Regions from separate parts of the Mus musculus genome. Here region 1 is linked to region 2. Evidence: chromatin contacts called from public HiChIP or PLAC-seq data. All regions are on one chromosome and are shown on one strand. Each heading gives the region's core, a stretch centred on a gene start, on an enhancer-like site or on the middle of the called end of the contact. The rest is flanking DNA. Distances are from core to core; before and after follow the strand shown.

Region 1 (6,883 bases), core at 977-3,476, 340 kb before region 2:
CTCTTTCTTTTTCTCTTTCTCTTTCTCTTTCTCTTTCTTCCTCTTCCTCTTCCTCTTCCTCTTCCTCTTCCTCTTCCTCTTTCTCTTTCTCTTTCTCTTTCTCTTTATCTTTCTCTTTCTCTTTCTCTTTCTCTTTCTCTTTCTCTTTCCTCTTTCTCTTTCTCTTTCTTTGTTTCTTTCTTTCTTCCAAAATCATGTTTTATTAATTTTACTCATATATTTAAATAGCATTTCTATTTTACAAAATGAAAAAAACAAAAAACAATAAAACAAAACAAAATGAAAAAAACCCTGTTACTTAAAGGTCTCAACAATTTGATTGCTTTTTATAGTGCCAGGGCTTGCATTGTTCCTTATACATTTTTACTAATTACATTCCAAACATGGAATACTACATGGCCCCTGAACACAACTTGTATTTAGCTATTTCCCTGATGAACTTGGGTTTTGCCACCTTTTCATTATTCTCTACTCCAAAAATGCTTTATTTCAAGTTAGTTGTATCGGGCATCAAACACTATGAATTTCCCTTGATTTCCTCAGTAGTATGTTGTCTTCATGAGCAAATTGCATTAAAAAAATTTCCTTCTAATTCAGTAGTTCAAGCTGCAGAGGATTTTATCCTCTTTCTTCCTTTCTTGTTCTTTCTTTCTTTCTTCCTTTCTTTCTTGTTCTCTCTCTCTCTCTCTCTCTCTCTCTCTCTCTCTCTCTCTTTCCTTCTTATCCTATATATTAAAAATCTGCTCTTTGTACTGTAAAATTCTATGGGTTTTGAAAAGTGTATTTCTGCCACTACAATATCACACAAAATAGTTTCACGGCCCTAAAATGATCCCTTGTGGTTCTCCTGGTTAGCCTTCTTCCTTCCTAAACTCCTCAAGAACACTATTCTATTTTCCTTTACCAAACTGTTACATAAACCTAATTAATATAGTATTATTATAGCCTTTTATATTGTCTTTTTTCTTTACTGATATGGATTTAATATCAATTCATGTTCTAGTTTGGATTGATGATATTTTCCTTTTTAATTGTTGAATAGTGTTCTATTGTATGGATATACCACTGAGTGTTTATTCATTAACATGTGTTATTCATTATTCACGTGTTAATGAATAAACACTCAGTGGTATATCCATACAATATCCATGGGTTGCTTCCACATTTGGACAATAAGACTACTATAAGCATTTGCTTGGGAATTTTTGTGTGTGCATAAGTTTTCAAGTCAGTTGAGTAAATGCCTCACAGTGGTAAGAGTATATTTAGCCTGTTTGTCTCCTGAAATGACTTCCCAGCAACAGTAAAAGATAGTTCCACCACACCCTTTGTAAAAGTTATTATTTCTTGTTTTTGGATTCCAGCCACTCTTGTGGGAATCTGTTCTTATCACACTGATGTCCCTGTTTGTCCTTATTGGAATGTGGTCAAGTTAGAGCACGGAACAATGTATCACTAGCTCTTGATTTTACATTGATTTTCAAAGTGACGCTTGAGTGAGGCCAAAGGCTTAGTGGAAAGCAGCTGTCCCTCAGTGTCAGAACCTGGAAACTTTGGTGGCATGTGGATAGAAGCATCAGGTTGTGTAGAAAGTGACCTGAGTGTACATCAGGAAAAAGAAAACTATAGTGACAAAAAAAAAAAAAAAAAAAAAAAAAAAAGGAACAGAACAGAGGATGCACTTGACCCTAGCCAAAAACAAACAAAAACAACAAAAACAAAAAAACCCTTCTTATAAAAAATGCAGGCAAAGGTGCAAAACTCTATGTCTGATGGGAATCTATCAGATCAGGTAGGATTCCCACTGGCACAGCTTTGCTTGCTGTAAATAAAGGGCCAAAGATAACCCATTCACTCTCCATCCTTCTGAAATAGCTCTGAATTCCCAGAAGTCTGATGCAACCCAGAAGGGCCTTGATGCTGGAATGGGGGATCAGGCAGTGCACAAGTTATAGCATGGCAGAGTGGGACTTGCAAGGCACAGAACTGCCTCAAGCAAATCTAGGTTGCCATGGTGCTTAGAAATGAGTCCCTACTCTGTCAGGCCCACAGTTTGGCTAGTCTTCCATGGGCCCATGATCACACAGGGTTTATGTACAGCTTTTTTTTTTTTTTTTTGTCATTAGTTTTATAGACCCATTCGTTTCCAAGGTGACTTAGGCCAGGCCAGGACTGGAACAAAGAGAATGCTGCAGCAAAGTGACTGGCTGAGAGCCCGGCCAGGCTCCTGTGTGCACAGTCCAAGTGTCAGAGCTGCAGCTGTGCCTGACGAGCTCTCAAGAATTCCCACAGGGGAGGCATGCCCTTCTATTTCAGGCACATACGTTGTTCCTGTTTCTCAGCAGTAGCTGGCTTGCTTGGTTCCCTCCTCCCTGCTACATTCCAAGCATATATCTGTTTGTACAACTATGCTTCATCTGCAGAGAATGGCACAGAGCAGAAAATAAAGGGGAGACAAGGGCTGAATCTAGCAGGATACTTCTGTCCATTCGCTTACCTGGCTCCTTTCACTCGCTTCCTTCTATTCTTTCCTCTTTCCCATATCGCTTACTGTTACTAATGTCCTCAATGACCTATACAACCACATTCCACAGCTTGAGTCAAGATCAGACTCCCAGCTGACCTAAATATCCTCCTATTCTCCAAAATCCACATCTATTCATTTTAAAGCCGATAATTTTTGGGTTCCAAAATTATGAATTTTAGGTTTTTAATTTCACCTGAAGTGATGCAGAGGAATCTCAAAATACCTTGTTACAGTAGACTCCTCCAAAGTCTATGGGTAAAACATTTCAAGCCCCACAGTGGACACCCAAAAATAGATATCCAAATTCTATATATGCAATGTCTTTTTATCATATGTACTTTTCATAAGGTTAATTGGTAAATTAAGTACAATAAGAGATTTTAAAAAAGATTTATTATTTTTATGTGTATAAGTATTTTTCCTGTCTTCATTTACATGTATCACATATGTGCCTAGGGCCCATAGAAGTCACAATAGGGTGTCAGATCCCTTGGAACTGGAGTTACGGATGGTTATTGGCCATCATTTTGTACTGGGAACCAAACCCAAATCTTCTATAAAAACAAAAATGCCCTTAAGTGCTGAGCCATCTCTCCAGCTCTCAGGTATAATAAGAGATGAACAGGAATAATGAATTATCAACCAGGACAATCACAGCCACCACTCTTTTTTTTTAATAAATAATTTTTTAAGATTTATTTATTATTATATCTAAGTACACTGTAGCTGTCTTCAGATGCACCAGAAAAGGGCGTCAGATCTCATTACAGATGGTTGTGAGCCACCATGTGGTTGCTGGGATTTGAACTCAGGACCTTCAGAAGAGCAGTCGGTGCTCTTAACCACTGAGCCATCTCTCCAGCCCCCACAGCCACCACTCTTGTCCTTTGGGATCAAACTTAGAATGGGGTCACTTGAAGGTGTGTCCTGCAACACCATTGATTTGATAGGCAATATGAGTATTCTGCATAAAGGGGCAGCTCATTTCCCAGGAGGGATGGACCTCAAAATTTTCCTCAAACCACCCAGAATAGTGTTTAGTTTATAACTAATGATTTGCTTATTTCTGATCATTCCCATTGAGTAATTGTGTACTGTAGTAGGTCATGGAGAACAGAAACAGTAAGAGCTAAGCCATGGATGTCAGGATGCCTCTGGATGTAAAAGAAACCTGGTGTGTATGCTCTATGATTCTGTTTTGCACAAAGTTCTAGACCAGGCAAAGTTAAACTGTGGTGCCATGTTTGGGAGTAGTTGAACAAAAGGAATTTTCTAGATGTAGGAAATGTCAACATTTCCTAACGTGATCAAACTGGTGCTTGTGTGTGTGGTTAAGGTAAGCAAGCACAGAAAATCACTTAGCAACTTGGGAATCCATCTGACATAGGTTATATGTCAGACTTTTTTTCCATTAATGTGCTTGTCAGCCTAGTCCCCACCTGCAGGTAGTGTGTACACACACTCTCCTTCTAACAATATATCTAGGGCCCCTATTTGCAGGTCTGTGTACAGTCTCCTCTTCTAACAATGAATCTAGCAACCTAAGACACCCACCTATTTCAGGCTACACACATAACTCATTCCAAACAATGTACTTTCCAAGGAAGCTGAATATGGCCTCAAACAACCTATAGATATCAGTAATTTCACTCTATGAAAGAGATTGTTTGGCCTGGCAGTGGTGGCGCATGCCTGTAATCCCAGCACTTGGGAGGCAGGGGCAGGTGGGTTTCTGAGTTCAAGGCCAGCCTGGTCTACAGAGTGAGTTCCAAGACAGCCAGGACTATACAGAGAAACCCTGTCTCGAATAAAACAAAACAAAAACAAAAAAACAAAAAAAGTGGAAAATCTATCAGAGAGAGAGAGAGAGAGAGAGAATGAGAGAGAGAGAGGATTCTGGGAAGAGAGTCAAGTGTAAGAAGATGGTTCATGAGATTGGGGACCAGGTGTCCAGCCTTGTGGCATGACTTAAAATAGAATACATGGGCAGTTAAGCTATAAGCTAGTTGGGGAACAAGCGAAGATTTTAGCCTAGACATTTATTCATGAACTATTAAGTCTCAGAGTCATTATTTCTGGGAACAAAGTGGACAAGTGGGAAACTCGAGGTTGCAGATGGCTCTACCTGCATCCTTGTGTTGTTCATCTTATAAAAGCAGCGCCAGTTACGCATGCATCCGATTTTAGGATTGTTTAAAACTTTTTTTCGTTTTAGTTTTTGAATATGTAAATGGCTTATAGAATCCTGAATTAGAAGTATAAAATGGATCCATCACTGACAACTATTTGCAACTGCTTTCCTAGTTCAAAGTTCCAAAGCTGTCCATGATCCTGGACAAAACAACATGGTTAGGTTCTTCTTCACACCAATAGCAACTCTGTGGTTTCAACTTCTGCATTTGTTACTTTGTGTTGCTGTAATAAAATAATGCAGCAAAGGCAACTTATAGAAAGAAGAGTTTATTTGGGCTTATAGTTCCAGAAGGCTGAGTCCATCATGATGGAGAAGAATAACAACAAGCAGTGGGCAGGTGGCAGGAGAAGCTGAGAGCATACATCTTCATTAATTAATTAATTTACTTATTTATTTACATCCCAAATGCTATCCCCTCCCAGTTCCTGCTTGCAGACTTCTTCCCCCCAGCTACCAGGCTGTTCAGCTTCTAAACATTTTTTAAACCTGTTCTGTCTACTGCTGCATAGTTCTGTGCTTACTCTACGATGTGAAGCCTGCTGTGAAGTGACCGCCTGGTGGAATATGGCTATTTTTTTCCCTTGTAAGTGATCCTGTTTCTTCTCCTGCAGAAGGAGCTGATGAGGAAAACAGCAAGAGAATAAAGAGGAGATAGGGGATGAAGGAGGGAGAGGAGGGAGAGGGAGGAGGAGAAAGTGAGCTTTTAAAGTGCTTTGAATGGATGTTGACTAACTAGTAGTGCTTTGAACAGCACAAATGTAGTGGCTTCATCCCTAAGACCCCCTAAAGGAGTCCGCTGCCATGGCGAGGTGTGGCAGACTCCCTCCTTTCCTCCCTCTTCAGGAGACTCCACCCTAGCCACAGGGCAGTTGTCAAGAGCTCACCCTGCACTGCTGCCTCGAATCCTATCACACCATCTGCTCCTGGATTTCTCCCTGCCCCTATGGAGCATTCATCTCCATCTTATTCACATTTTACTGCTCTCGACTAAATGTTAGTGAGTTTTATCAAGTACTGCAAGCATTCGGGCACTGTGCCAGGAAGCTGGCAGGCCCACGACCCTACTCCCTGTGGTCTGAGGCTCCACTTATAGTTTTAATTTCCAGTCCCTGTAACTCAGTCCTGAATTACAAAGGGCCATGCTGAAATGGCTCACTTACTTTCCAAAGGCAGCTGGCCAGTAGCCACTCAGTTACTGAGTTGAGTGCAGGACCCCTGTCTCTCTTGGGAAGCCAGACAAAGCCTCTGACTTTCTCTCTGCCTCCTTTGCACACTCCAGTGCCTGTGACAGGGAGTGCTGTTTCCATTGGCCAAGGGCCCTGGCAGGACTCCCCAAGGCAGTTTTCCAGCTCCAGATTCAGTGGAGAACCTGAAAGGCTGCTGCTGCAATTAAGCCTTGCTGGGCTGAGGGAGGGTGGCCCCATATCTTCCAGCCATGGCTCTCCAACCTCAGCAGTGCACAGATCCTTTGAGAGAGAAAAGAAAGTAGACACTATTAAGAACGGTATTCAAAACAATGGAAATCTCACTTGGTGCAAATGTTCTTTACTTGCGGATGAGTACTGTGCAAAGGCGCTGTCTGTAAAACAAGTCCTATTCTAAACACTCCTGTCTCCAGGAGAACTTTAACTATAGATCTAGATACCTTTAAAATTGCCCTGCAAGGAGTTTTAGTAAAATTAACAGGCAACACCTGCACAGAGTGTCTAACTAACACACCTCTTGGTATTGACAGTATTTAATGTAAAATGTGACACCTGAAAGTTCCTTCAATCCTGGCAAGGGTCCACTAAGCTCATCAGGATTCCTCCAGGTTCTCAGGAGAACGGGGAACTCACAGGCTTCAGTTACAACGCTAAAACTAACCCGTAGGCATTGCTGGGGTCTGGTTAGAAAGAGACCAACTTCAGCTCCAAGCCTAGGATTTCTGACTTCTAACTCTTCACAAATCTTTTTCCATTATGTAAAGAGGTCATGTTTGCCAAATAACACACAAGAAGTAGCCCAAGTCCAGAGATTCTGCCTCTGTGGCTTCAACTATGGACAGCTATCTAAAAATATTCAGAAAAAAATATACCAAAATACAATATTTTTTATTGGCACCAATCCCTGAAGAGTACAGTAGAACAACTGTTTGCATAGAGTTTACATTAGGTCTTTTA
Region 2 (7,403 bases), core at 1,715-4,214:
TGCATTTGGGCACAGCTGTCTTAAATGGTTGCCTGGCTCTTATCCCCTCCATCCCCTCTTGCTTTAACTCAGCTCATGAGGTAAAGGACATGGGATTTACCTCCAATGTAAAGCTTGCTCCAGGTCCTCGTGCGTGAGCAGACAGGATTTATCTTTTGATACCTGAGGATCCATAACCGGGGTGGCTTGTCCCTAACTTTAGGTTCAACTGCTACCTAACAAGTGTCAATCTTCTGCCTCTTGGCTTATGTAAGAGGCAAAAGCGTGGCAGCCCCTGAGGCAGAACAGCTTTATCTGCAACACAGAAATCTTAGAGAAGAGTTTTCTGACCAGCCTCTGCTCGCTGGGGTCACAGAAATGTCAGTCTCCAAAGTCATTAATCCTTTGCGAGCAGCAGCCATGTGGACAGAGACTACAATAGAGCTCTCTCTCCCTGGAGTCAGGATGTTTGGAAACTGCAATTTGATTGTCACTGGATAAATCACCACTGTACTGTGTAGGGGATAAATAGAGACCAGAAGGAAAGTGTTGTGTCCAGGGTGCCTAACAGTGCCGTTGCCAGCATTACCCTTGCAGTGAGTAGCTAGCCCACAGCTATGAGGGGAAATGAGGACTTTTTTTTTTTTTAAAGAAATATATATATATATATTCTCATAACCAAAACCACAGGTACCTGAACCTGGCATCTGAAGGAAAGTCCCCCTTGAACACTCAGAGCTGTGAATTCACTAGTGAGAATTTCCTCCCAGTTCGAAACGACCACGTGGACGGTTCAGATGGCTCTGCTCGGAAACACGCTGAATGTTTACATGGGGCCATCCTTTTTCAGCTGCTTCGTGATGAAGGGTTGTGGATGGTCATTGTTCCCTTTGTTCCCTCAGCTTGGAAAACAGAAAACATAACATCCAAGAGACACAGCTTCTACAGCCCTCACACACAGTCAGGGAGCCAGGGGTGGAGTTGGGAGGTGGGTGGGGTGGATGGGGGCGACAGAGAGGATCTGTTATTGGTTGTTTGATACTCTGTGACCTTCAGACTATAGCCTTTCTTTCCAGTTTGGCTTGGAGGGAAGAAAAAAGTCCTCCTGGCTGTATGAAGCACATGGTGTAACTGAACACCATGCTCTCACAGGGTCTGCATTTTTGTAAAAATGGGTCGAGGTTGTAAATTCCAGTTTCTGAAGGTTGATAAAAAGTCCTTTAGAGATTCTGTGTCAGATAGCTAAAGCCTTTCTCTCTCAGATGATTGAGCTCAGGTAGAGGGAATACAGGCTTGCCCCGTCTGCATTCCAGCTAATATCAGCCTACAGGTATGGCAGCAATCCTACAATATAACTCAGGATCTGGGCTTCCTATTGCCTAGGACTTCCTGCGGTCTCTTCTATGTTCAGCTACATAGACACTATTGTGGACCAGTGGCCCATGTTACCAAATGCCACCAAGCTATGGATGGGTGTGGCCTAGGAGAATGGACTCTGCACGGTCTGGGTGTGTGGTAGACTGTTATACTCAGGCCTGGGGGGACGGGGGGTTGGTAATCTAGGGAGCTCACACAGTGATGAGACAAATATTGAGATTTCAGGTTGGTGTCACTATGCCTCATGCCCTTCCTTACCATTGACATTGAAAGTCAACTCCTTACTAATGAATCTATCTCCCATTATGCCAGGACCCTGTAAGGATCATTGACTAAAGGATTTAGCATGGAGCCTGATCAGTGGCTTGCCTTTTTCACCTAGTTCAGTCTTGTGTTTGGTAAATTTTTGTTTTTCACACTTTCTTTGTGCCTCCTTCAGTCTGCAAATTTTCAGTGTGCCCTATCACTCCAGCCAGTCTCCCCACCTCAAAAACCCACCTAAAATCATTTTATAAGTTACCTTACATTGGAATTATGTTCACCTGTTCAGTAGTCTCTCTAGCCATGAGGAACAAATTCGAAGATGCTGCCCTCCAGTGCATTCTGAGACCACACATAGAATTGAACCCGATATATACTATATGCCTTTCTATGCATGTATACCTGTGATAAATCTTACTTGATAAATTATGAGCAGTAAGATATTAACATCAATAGTAATGAATTATAACAGTATAATAAAAATGACACGAATGGGACCCTTCTCTCATTTTTATTATATACTATACATTTCATTCATGACTGACCACACGGGAACTGAAACCACAGAAATTTGAACAACAGACAAAGAGAAACTTGTATATCGTCTATTTTCTCCCAAACCACACAATAAACTCTGTAGTATCAGGATTGATATAATTTAATCCTTCTTCATAGTTATGGCTGAGTATTGATTGTTCTTTACAAATAATAGGTACTTAAAGGAATTTTATTCCTCAATTTGATCCACACTGACACCCAAGGAGCAGGTGATGATGCCTACTTTCAATGAGAATGAAGTGGTAAAGCTGTGTGCTCTTGTTACGTTACACTAGCAAACGGGACAGGAGGGTCCTGGCTCTCATCCTACCCCCAAGGCCTCACTCTGGGCTAAGACAATCATTGGTAAGCTTACGGGTTGTCTAAGAAAGTTTGCAAAGCCCTTCACTAGCAGTAACATCCTGCTAATGTCACAGTTCAATATCCTTATCCATAGGTTTGAACCTACAGATTAAGCCAAGTCCAGAATGAAAAGAACTGAAAGAAACCCACATCTCTACCAGACAGTTTGATTTTCCTGACTCCCCAAGTAAGACAGCGGCATGTCTACTAATTACACAGAATTCACATGCGATTACATGTCACGGTGCTACAGCTTACAGGAGAATGAGAGCAGGTCACATATAAACACCACACTATTTGGTACAGGGGACTTGCACACCCGTGAACTGAGTGTCTGAGGAGGATTCTAGAGTAAACCCTCAGCATCTGCTTCTTGCTTGACACGCTCTAGTGGGTCCTGTGCCTGGCAGGCCTCATTTGTCAGCTGGTTACAGATGGGCTGCACGCCAACCAGGGAACGAACAATGTGCCTATTGTTGCCTGTCTCCTGGACACTGTACTCTTATTTGATACAGCCAAACAGCACCCTGGCTTTCTTTGGCATCTATGACCCATTTTTTTAAAAGTCAAAATAAACATATGGTTATTTAAATCCCTAATGCTCTTTCTAGAGAAAAAGCGATGTTCTTTTCCTGGTTTCATTAACATACATTGTTTTTTAAATTTAATAATTTTTCTAGATCACTTTTTCCAGCTCTTACTAATATTTTAATTAAAAAGAATGTTATTTTTGTATGTGAAATCCTAAGCTTTTGAATATTTTTCAATATTATATTCCTCACATGATATTTTAGGTTCACAAAAGGGTTGATTTTTAAAATGTCATTTATAAGAACACTGTAGTGGGCTGGTGGCTCAGTGGTTAAGAGCACCGACTGCTCTTCCGAAGGTCCCGAGTTCAAATCCCAGCAACCTCATGGTGGCTCACAACCATCTGTAACAAAATCTGATGCCTTCTTCTGGAGTATCTGAGGACAGCTACAGTGTACTTACATATAATAAATAAATAAATCTTTTAAAAAATAAGAACAATGTATTTTTTTATAAGTCTGAGTGTGATTTTTGAACTATACATGTACCCATGTTCTGTTCATCCAGTTGCCACTCTCTCCTCTGTGCAATGTTCCAACTCCATCCACACACTTGTATTTCAGAAAACCCGGGAGAGTTGAACAAAGGAACTGCCAGTGCTTGGGGGATGTTGACGAGAAGAGCAGTCACCTGTTGTTGGTATGTTGTTTAACTGAGAACAAAATTAATTATGACATCCATGGAAGAAGGTTGATGGTTACTGAAGGTGCAGACATTTTGGAATGCATCTGTACCTGTCAGTAAACCTCCTGTTTTGGGGGGTACGTTGATTCTAAAGTAGAAACAGACCATCCTGGCACTATCAGATATTAACTCTAGCCTGGATTGGGTTTTTCATTTTGACTTGTAGAGGAAGCTATTAACTGCAGAGAGGGTGCTATACAACGTTACTAGGAGAATGCAGGAGAATTAAAAACTGGAACACTAACAAAGGACGAGGTTGCATCATCAGTATTAATAGGTCCATCTGTGCAACCTCAGACTGATAGATTGTTCTTTATACAGAATAAAAGTGATGTGGAGATAGGCCTTTGGGAGACACTTCTTTGTGACACTATGTGGTCCCATATGTTTCCTGACTCATAAATGAACACTGTTTTCAGAACCTGACATTTTTAACCACCACTGTTTCATTTTGGACTAGAAAACATCACCCAGCTGTTTCCGAATTATGGTGGTGGTAGTGGTGTGTGTGTGTTTATTGTGTATGTGTGTATTTGTATGTGTGTGTGTGTAGTGTTTGCCTCCTGTTAGCACATTTCAAAATGAATGTTTTCCTCATAAATGCAATTCCCATAGTCATTACAAAAATTAGAAAGGTAAACAAATGCATAAAAGACAAAAATAAACCCCCAAAGCTTTAACCATATTCTGATATATTTCACTATTGCCTTTAATTTAAAACTATGAGCATATAGTTTATAAACAAAATGGCATCATTTGTATATGTAATTTCATAAGCTTCCTTTTTTATTTTTAGATTTTAAAGTGAAATAGATAATAAGTATAGATTACACTTATTATCATTAAGTGTTCAGTCTTTATAGTAGCTTCTCTCTCTGTGTGTGTCTCTCTCTGCCTCTGTGTGTGTGTGTGGTGTTTCATCATTCTTGTAGAATTATTTTAGGACTCTTTCAGATAACAATATCTGTGAATGATAAAATCTGTCATACAAAATGGAGTAGTATTTGCATATAACCTACACAATCCACTCTTATACTTTAAATCCTCTCCAAATTGCTTATAATAACAACCACATAAAAAGATGTTGTATTTTAGACAATAACAAGAAAAAGAGTTCTGCAATAAGTTCCATACAGACATAATTTTTTAAAGAATGTTTTCGGGCTGGATAGGAGTATAGGTCAATGGTAGAACACTTGGATAATGTACAGGCTCTGGGTTCAATTCACAAAGAAAGGGGCAGGGAGTTGGATGTTTACTCTGCAGTTGGTTAAATCAACAGATATAGAATTCATGGATCTGGAAGACTGACCATCCATGTGTGAGTGTGTGTATTTGAGAGAGAGATAGAAAAATAAAGAAGTCCATAACATATAGATGTGTGTGCATATCTATATATCTACACACACACACAAACACACACATATATATACATATGAAGAGATACACATGTGTATAATGGGACCATCAAGCCAAAAACTCAGCTCTTGGTGGATGGAGAGATGATTCAGCCATTAAGAGCACTTGCTGCTCTTCCACAGGATGTAGGTTTAATTTCCAGCACCTTGGCATGTAATAACTGGCTATAGTTTCCAATTCCAGAAGATCCAATTCCTTCTTCTGGTCTCCATGGGCACTGGTGACACAAACAGTGCACAGACATCATATATATGACATATCAGACATGCTAGGTAAGCACTCTATTACTGATCTATCTCCCTAATCCTGGTCACATGACCAAAACCAGCTATAATTTTTAGAAGGGTAATCTAAAGAATGAAACCCATAGCCTAGTGCATGATAGACGAAAGTCATACTACTGATCTACACACTCCCAACCTAAGTACATGATTACTTATTTAAGATAAATTAGTAGAAGTGGGATCATTGGTTTTAAAGGCATTAATTGTTTTTAGGGCTCTTGACACATATGGGCCAATTTCTTTTAAAGCTTTTAATTGCCTGAGCAGTCTCATTTTAAGAGTTGGTGAGAGTGATTCACATTACCCTTTATAGCACTGAGTCTTATTTATTCATCATTTGTCTATTTTCATTACACAGTACATTCTAGTTTTAATTCTCATTTAAAAATAAATGCAGTGACTTCTCTAGGTGTTCTATACAGACACTTCTTTTACAAACCACATTTGTTTATTACTCACCATCGTTGTATTTTGTAAGACTTTATCCTAACATCCTCCTTTAATAGATTTTGGCAGCTGAACCTTTAAAAGCTTCAGTGTTTATTTGTAATGTATTACATTTGAAAAAATAAATTAGTAGAGAAATAGAGCTAGCAATCTCTCCATAAGCACTGGGCTTAATTTCCATGCAAGTCTTCATTTTCTTCCTTCAAGAATTCCTATTTCTTTGGCTGGATTACGTATAGGTGAATTATATTATTAAGGATAATATCTGAGCATGTAAGAAAGGGCATGCGCCTGTTGGAAAAGTATGGCTTGCTTTTAAGATACACAAGGACTCAACTCCCAGGGCCTGATATACCTGGGTCTGCTATTGGAACTATCAAGGCAAAAACTCAACCCTTGAGGGATGGAAAGACGGCTCAGCAGTTAAGAGCCCTTTCTGCTCTTCCACAGGACCTGAGTTTGATTCCTAGCACCCACATCGCATTACAACCAGCTGTAATTCCAGGTCCAGATGATCCAGTGCCCTCTTCTGGTATTCACGGGCACCAGGCACATAGATGGTTCACAGACATACATGTAGACTAAAGACATCCACACATTAAACATACATAATGATAGACAGACACATACATACATAGATACTACATTCATACATAGACAGACACATAGGAAAAATTTCAACCACTGGGTGCCAGTTAATAATTTTTAGAGCAATGAAGAGAGAATGCTGACTGCCAAACAGCTGGCCTGCTAGGAAACATGTTGAGTGTATCAGGTTCAAAGAGTACTTCAGTCTAGATTTTATGTTTTCCTCTTTGATTCACTCCTGAGTGTGTGTGGGGTGAGACAACTCCCTTAATTTTACTACCAGTCTTTATATAAAGACTTCTTGTGGTTGTGACATCCATTAGTCTAATAATGACCTAAGAAACCCATGAAGGCCTGCTCCGTGGATAAAACAAATTACACTGTGAATGAGCTGCTGAATGCGTTAATCATAAAACCCACAGCAGTTGCTGCTTGAAGAATGAAGCCCAGGGTATGCCATAGGGGAGATTCCTTCTTTCTCATAGGCTCTTCTTTTCTGTTTCAGAGGAACAAAAAGGGGGTAGGCACCAGAGTTCTGTCATCATGGTGTTTGGTGACTAAGAGAGCAAGGGGTTTGTTGAGATGCATAAGATGCAAAGTCAGTAGATAATTATAGTTAAGAGATTTTATAATATGGATACTAATATCAAAAGAAAGATAAAAGTGGAAGTAGAGTTTACAAATGAAAAGTGATTTAAACAAGAGGAATGCTTCAATGCCTTTTAAATAGGCACATGTCCAAAGGCCATAAACAAAAACTATAATGTTTCCTGAGCATCATGTCAACAGTTGTTTCAAACTCGGTCCCAGCTCATTTGATAATATATGCCTTCAGGCAGTCAGTATGGGTCACAGTGCAAGTTTACGCTTTTT

What was found. HiChIP or PLAC-seq counts read pairs in DNA pulled down with a chosen protein or histone mark.
Region 1: an H3K4me3 HiChIP or PLAC-seq map of bone marrow-derived macrophages shows a contact between it and region 2, with 5 times the contacts expected there. The contact joins two enhancer-like sites. A contact is called at or near these places in 2 of 484 Hi-C or Micro-C datasets (bone marrow-derived macrophages and nephron progenitors) and 4 of 115 datasets of contacts at active chromatin or transcription factors (astrocytes, bone marrow-derived macrophages, cardiomyocytes and 1 more).

Annotation. Positions count from the first base shown.
Region 1 is chr1:43,694,069-43,700,951 of GRCm38.p6, reverse strand. Gm38628 (a long non-coding RNA gene) reads right to left here. Exons shown (of 2, transcript XR_865403.1): 2 at 4,972-6,187. Among named protein-coding and RNA genes, the nearest start is that of Gm30634, 17 kb to the left of the region's middle. Within about 2 kb of position 2,226, at least 92 of the 459 cell types and tissues checked have an H3K27ac peak or open chromatin away from gene starts, as enhancers often do. A contact at or near this core is called in astrocytes, where this site is marked.
Region 2 is chr1:43,353,917-43,361,319 of GRCm38.p6, reverse strand. No RefSeq gene overlaps it. Among named protein-coding and RNA genes, the nearest start is that of Nck2, 88 kb to the left of the region's middle. Within about 2 kb of position 2,964, at least 95 of the 459 cell types and tissues checked have an H3K27ac peak or open chromatin away from gene starts, as enhancers often do. A contact at or near this core is called in astrocytes, where this site is marked.